2 separate regions of the Mus musculus genome follow, and region 2 is linked to region 1. The links are chromatin contacts, called in public Hi-C maps. All regions are on one chromosome and are shown on one strand. The core of a region is the stretch at or near the end of the contact, and the rest is flanking DNA. Distances in the headings are between cores, read along the strand shown.

Evidence for each region. A called contact is a pair of places that touch in the nucleus more often than the background predicts.
Region 2: a Hi-C map of CD4 T cells shows a contact between it and region 1, with 6 times the contacts expected there. The contact joins the promoter of Rala here to the promoter of Mrpl32 in region 1. A contact is called at or near these places in 1 of 39 promoter capture datasets (pre-B cells) and 1 of 484 Hi-C or Micro-C datasets (CD4 T cells).

The regions. Positions count from the first base shown.
Region 1 is chr13:14,611,251-14,614,624 of GRCm38.p6, forward strand. Mrpl32 (mitochondrial ribosomal protein L32) reads right to left here and starts at 1,787. Exons shown (of 3, transcript NM_029271.2): 1 at 1,642-1,787; 2 at 173-354. The coding sequence starts at 1,768. Psma2 (proteasome subunit alpha 2) reads left to right here and starts at 1,992. Exons shown (of 8, transcript NM_008944.2): 1 at 1,992-2,065. The coding sequence starts at 2,025.
Region 2 is chr13:17,942,637-17,946,010 of GRCm38.p6, forward strand. Rala (v-ral simian leukemia viral oncogene A (ras related)) reads right to left here and starts at 1,581. Exons shown (of 5, transcript NM_019491.5): 1 at 1,381-1,581.

The DNA of each region.
Region 1 (3,374 bases), core at 537-3,036:
AACATTAAGGAAGAATTAGATTACGTATCTATCCATGATGAGCCAAACAAGATGCTAAGACTATTATAAGGCTGGTTTTCTCTGCTACACAAATACAATACCGGGCTATTCAGTGTTAGACTTGTGGAAGAGAGTGTGTATGTGCACACACCTACACCCGTTCACACATTACCTTAATTTTAATAAGCTTTTGAGGGTTTCTTCTCCTACATCGGTTAACTTCGATGGTGCGTCTGTTTTTGGGAGCTGCCATCCAAAAGATACTATCTAAAAAGCTGGAATTCTCTTTATTTTCACAAGTATCATGTGCTAGCTCTGTGAGGATGGATGGTCTCTGGACGGCTAATGCTGGTGCTATAAAACAAAACAGAGATGCCGAATCAACTCGGAGTTCCTAAATGAATACAGCCACTATTTCCTTTAACAGTCAACATGTGTAGTGTCACTAAATATACACACCTATAAATTATATGTGTTTGTGAGTATATGTGCACATGTAAGGTCAGAGGACAGCTTTCAGAGTTAGTTCTCTCCTTACGTCATACTGGCCATGGGGCTAGGACCCAGGTCCTGAGACTTAGCAACAAGGTCCTTTACTACTGAGCCATATGGCTGGCCTGACATAAATAGTTTTGAATGTTAAACACAACAAACATTAGTAATAATCCCCAGCTATTAAAATATACTAAAGCTCATATAAAAGGCAATTTAAAATACTTCAACTGGAATGCTTTCTTATTGCAAGCTACCAAAGCAGCCAGGCTACTCTACTAAGCATTTCCTCCGTATATAATCCGGGACACTGCAGTTCAGTAATAAGTAGTGTACAAGTAATCTAATCCCGAGACTCCCTACATTCACTCACATCACTGAGATGACTACAATGGTCATCTGTACCACACTATCCTGATCCAGTTAGGTCCTTTTTCTTTAAACCTGGTAGGTTCCTAAAGCCATTAAATTTTTCCTTAATATTTAATCTTAACCTGTGTTCTAAGAAAAGATTTATTATTTATGAGATTATCAAGTGTTTCACCTTTGTTTTTCTAAATTGCTTAGATCACTTCTTTACCCTTTCTTATGTTCTTCAGACTTGCGAACGTTCGTTCAATTCTTAGGACTTCTTACCACTACATAAACTGTCCAAGCACAGGCCTATTAGACAACGAATGGACTGAAATGATTATCTCAGGTAGAACATGGAGACAATTATTTATTATGCTGCGCTTGAGATATAATAAAATATATCTCTGTTCAGACTGGGCATTATCACTTTTGCGATACACTGTAAATAATACAGCAATCTCAAATTTAACGCCCAAGATACCAGGAGCTCGAAGCTAGCCTGGGCTACACAGTGAGTTCTAGACCACCCTGGCTACGGTGACAGTTTCAATAAATAAATAAATAAATAAATAAATACGAAGCTAGCCTGGGCTATACAGTGAGTTCTAGACCACCCTGGCTACGGTGACAGTTTCAATAAATAAATAAATAAATAAATAAATAAATAAATAAATAAATAAATAACCAATAAACAAACAAACAAATAAAATAACGAACCAATCAACCAACCAAAAACCACGCTACAACCCGGAAGCCCTCACCAACCCTCTTTCCACGAACTCTCTCCTTACGGACCCCACGGAGGACTGACAAAGCGACTCCAGCTCTGCTGCAGTTGCCGTTGTAGCAGCTCCCAGCACCTCTGGAGCGGTCCGGGACGCACCGGCCATGGTAGTGAAAGCAGCAGCAACGAAGGAGCCATGATCTTCTCAAGACAGAGCGGGACGCGGGCTGAGCGCATGCGTTAAGTCCGCCCACTTCCCCGCCTCCTCGCTCAGAGCATGCGCAGGCCCCTCTTGCGCATGCGCAAGGGTCAAAGACCGCTGTGATCCAAAAACTCCAACTCCCAGCTACCCCTAGGTGACTCTCCTCCAATCAGAGCAAAGAAGAAAAAAAAAATTAAAGGAAGCATACTTACTGCGCATGTGCGTGGCTGTGTTCCGACTTTCCGGGTAAAGATGGCAGAGCGCGGTTACAGCTTCTCGCTGACTACATTCAGGTATTCGGGGGACCCGCAGGTTCCATGCGTCGCAGATCACAGGAGCGCCCCAGACATGGTCCCGTGTGTCGGACCTGGCTGGTGTTTGCGTAGGAGTGCACGGTGACGGAGCTGGACTCGTAGCTTTGCAGAGTCATGTTCCGTGCCAGGCCTGGGCCCTGGCTGAGGCCGGCCGTGTTGCGGGCCGAGGGACGGGAGGCCCCAAGCCAAGCACTAAGCACTGGCTCTCCTTCTAGACTAGGAGAAGGGTGCTTTGAGATAGTCTGTTTTCAGCTGCTCTCTTCAGGTCCAGGATTTCTTTACTGGCCCGGCTAGGCCTGAGCGAGAGCTTTGTAAACCCAGACTCCTTATGGGACGTGTGAGACGTCCTTTTTCTTTTGGGAGATCCTTATTTGCTGTTAAATCTTAGTTTTAGTCTCTGTTTAGCAGCGATGTGCTTTGAAGCTCACACTGCTTTCGGTTTCGCCTGTGCTCCTGTAGAAGCTTAAGAAGTATAAAATGAAGGCGCTGATTTCCTGTCAAGTTTTTGTGGCACATGCAAACTGATAACCTCTGTATTTTGCTTGATCCACTAACAAATTGCTTTAAAACGATTTTAGACCCTTATGTTTTGGGAGAAAGAATTAAAGAGTTATATATATTTTCTCAAAGTGCAGTTAAGGGGAACTATTGTTCCCTGTTTAAGAAAAAACCATCATGGATGAACTTAGACAAAGGACTGTGTTTTGACCATTTTCTTTCTTTTTTTTTTTTTTTCTTTCCATTTTTTTATTAGGTATTTAGCTCATTCACACTTCCAATGCTATACCAAAAGTCCCCCATACCCACCCACCCCCACTCCCCTACCCGCCCACTCCCCCTCCTTGGCCCTGGCGTTCCCCTGTTCTGGGGCATATAAAGTTTGTGTGTCCAATGGGCCTCTCTTTCCAGTGATGGCCGACTAGGCCATCTTTTGATACATATGCAGCTAGAGTCAAGAGCTCCGGGGTACTGGTTAGTTCATAATGTTGTTCCACCTATAGGGTTGCAGATCCCTTTAGCTCCTTGGCTACTTTCTCTAGCTCCTCCATTGGGAGCCCTGTGATCCATCCATTAGCTGACTGTGAGCATCCACTTCTGTGTTTGCTAGGCCCTGGCATAGTCTCACAAGAGACAGCTACATCTGGGTCCTTTCGATAAAATCTTGCTAGTGTATGCAATGGTGTCAGCGTTTGGATGCTGATTATGGGGTGGATCCCTGGATAAGGCAGTCTCTACATGGTCCATCCTTTCATCTCAGCTCCAAACTTTCTCTCTGTAACTCCTTCCA
Region 2 (3,374 bases), core at 331-2,830, 3.3 Mb after region 1:
ATCTCTTCCTTCTAACTCTGGATATACTCTAGAAATAAACATGAAACAATAAAATATAAATGAGTATTCGTCTAATCACAGTCCCTAAATATTTTTAACCTTTTCCAGGTCAGAATAGTGAAAATGAAATTCTTCCTGAATTTTTCCTTGATCTCCTGGAGAACAAAAAAGACAATGCAAAATTTTCATGTTCCAAGAATCCCAAAGTAACAAAACTGTGCTCTTAACAAAATTGTTTGGAGGCCTTGCTAGAGATGGAATCTAGTACCTTTTGCTTGGTATGCAAGTACCAGCCACAGTCAATCGCTTCTGGAAAGTGACTTTTCCATCAACTGTACACATTCACATCCATTCAGTGAAGAAATGTGGGGAGTTCTGAGCACTTTACGTGGTAACAGAGAAGATGAAAAGGCTCCTCCTCTGAAAACAACTGAGCCGTAGAAACATCTTAAGGGTCACAGGAGTCATTTATAAGAATATTGTATCAACAGATACAAACAGCATAGGTAATAGTACATATTAACAAGCATAAGCCAAAGGGAATGCCTTCTACACTGTGAGTAATAAATCTGTTAGTCAATTTTGGGAACGTGATTAAAGCTGTAATTTATTTACAGGAAAAGAATTTACAGAAATAAAGGTTCTCCCGGCACACGTACCCAAACTGTTTGTAAATTGTGTGCTTCCTGGCTTGACAGGTAGGGCGTGGCACCAGAGTTCTCACAGTAGCTCAAAGACACTCAGATGAGCTCTCACAAGTCTGGACGTTCTGGTTTCCATGCAAAGGCCAGTAAATTCTTTAATTCCTCCTAAGTCTCCCGACAACACAACCACCTCAGCGCCACCACGCCCGCCCACTCCAACACACGAATGCCCAAGTAAAGCACACAAATCGTATCTTCTACTCCTTGACATCTTTCAGGCACCGAACGCGGAAGATACCCCCATCACACAATGCCTACATTCCCTTCCTCTTCTAAAGGCTAAACCTGTACTAGAAGAGCCTTCGAGCATTCAGCTGGACGCGTCTAAAGACTTTAGTCTGAAAACGCCATTCCTTCCAAACACTGGCAGAGAAGCTCGAAAAGCAGCCGCTCTGTACCGGCAGAGTGGCTTGAAAGCGAGGGAGGTCGGGGTGGAGTGCGGCGCAGGGACTGCGGCGGCGGCGGCGGCGGCCCCAGGTCGCGGGCACCGCCCGGGCACAGCCCTGGGAGCCACCGGCGCTATACAGGTGACCTTCCGGAGACGCCGCCCGCTGTCGGGGCGCAGTCGGGTCCCAGCCCAGGCGGCAGGCGGGACGTGCAATCTCGGCGGCCGCGGGCCCGGCCCGTCGGACACACCCCCGCCGCGGCCCGGCCTCCCCGGCCGGCGAGCTCTCACCTGCACCGCGAGCCGCTCGACCCGCGGGCTCTTGGGCCTCGGCTGCGCCGATCGGACCGCGCTCGGAGTTCCGCGCGGGGCGCGGCAAGAGGAGTCCGGAGGGCGGCGGCAGCGGCGGCGGCCTGGGCGGCGGCGGAGGAGGAGGACTCCGGCGCTCCGCTCTAGGGAGACCCACCCTCCTCCCGGCCGCTCTGCAGCAGCCGCCGCAGATCACTTCCGGGGCGCGGGCCAGCGGGGCGGGGCGCCAGGCCGCACTTCCTGGCCGTGGGGCCGAGTACTCCATGGCGACTGCGAACAAAGGCTCTACGGGCGCGGGGGAGGCGCAGTGGTACAGCCTCCCGGTGGACCCACGGCGAGTCCCCGGGTTCGCGAGGCGTAGCCCGCCCCCCCCCCCCAAGGCCGTGCCGGGATTCCCGTGTCGCGGTGTTTTCGTCTTCCCCGGACATGGAGGGGTTCCTGGAGAAAGAAGGGGAGGGGGAGGCCGCCATCTTGCTTCTGGGGGCTGCTAGGTTCTCTTGCAAGAGTTTTCCAGTGTGTAGCCTGCAACGTGGTTTGTCGCAGATCAAGTCCGAGTTGGTGGATTGGTCGCTTGTCCTGGTTGGAGGGTCTCGGTAGCTGACCGAGTGGAGAACTGGCCTCAGCATATGGGCTTCGGGTTCCTTTTGGAGTAGACCCTTCGACACTAGATTTGGCACTGAGATAAGGCGACGGCTCCGTAACACACTAATGTCTTAAATTAGTAGTTAAACTGAATCGGTTGTTTTCTTTAAAACTGCCCACAAGTTCGAGATAGTTTGCCTAGTGTCTGTTAGCGGCCACACGTTCTTCCCTGGACTTTAAAATTCTCATTTCCTTTGGCCCCAAATGAAGAACCAACGGCTTGGTTGGTTGGCATGACTACTTAAAGGAATGAATGTACACTCAATCAAGTTTGCAGTCTAGAAACCTAGTACTTGGCGTTTGGAAGTATGAATGGAGGGAAGACTTGATAACTTTACTAACAATAGGTTAGAGTTTTAAACTTAAGTATGATCTTTTTTCCAGTACAAAAAGACGATGGTAAATGTGGATCCAAATAAAGGGAGTCCCCGCAGAACAGGGATCAGTGGTTCATGGAGAAGGCTGAGTGCCACTTATCTGTCTTAAAAGTTCTACAAGAGCTGATGAGAAAGATGAGGCTACAGAAGGAGACAGGAGTCAAGTCATGGCTGGCTTTTGTGTCTATTAAATTCTGGAAGTAGAATGGCTGGATACATCAAATTTTAAGCAGTTTATAAATGGAGGACCGATTAATGGGGGAGTTGGGCAGTATAGCAAACATAGAGTAGACAGTGAACTATTGCAGAAGAGGAAAGAGAAAGGTATTTTTAATAGTGCCAGTAACCAACCAAAAGATGATTCCCAGATGATGAAGCCATATAAGCATCATAAGCCAAATAAGAATTGTTTGCTGGGCAGCTGGAGGGTAAGAGAATTGGAAGTCAATGTTTTGTTTTTGGAAAGATGCAGGATAAAAGTGTACTTTGTGTATGTGGTTTTGTCCTGGCCATGTAACTGGGGGGTGACCTTGAACTTCAGACTCACCTAACTCCATCTCCCAAGTGCTGGTAATAGAGACTTGCACCATCAAGTCTGGTTTTGCTGGGGCTAGAACCCTGAGTTTCATACCTAGCCACCAAACACTCTTGCTCCTAGAGCTATAGCTCGATTGCGGAAAGGTGTACTTTACTGAAGAGGCGAAGAAGGATGGACATAGGTTACAGGAAAAGGGTTTCTTTAGTCTGAAGTGAAATGGTGTTATCTAGTGGTAGTTGCTGTGTGCTGGGTTCCAAGTTCTGGAGTGGGCAGGACGAGCTGAAGTTAGATATGCCATAGGTTTATATTGCCACTTTCAAGCAGATGCAGTCTCACTTCATTGAGCACAATTTCAAAACTTTTTCTCCTTTCTGCTTTACTTAAGAGAAAATTTTAAAATACTGTATTAATCTCACTGT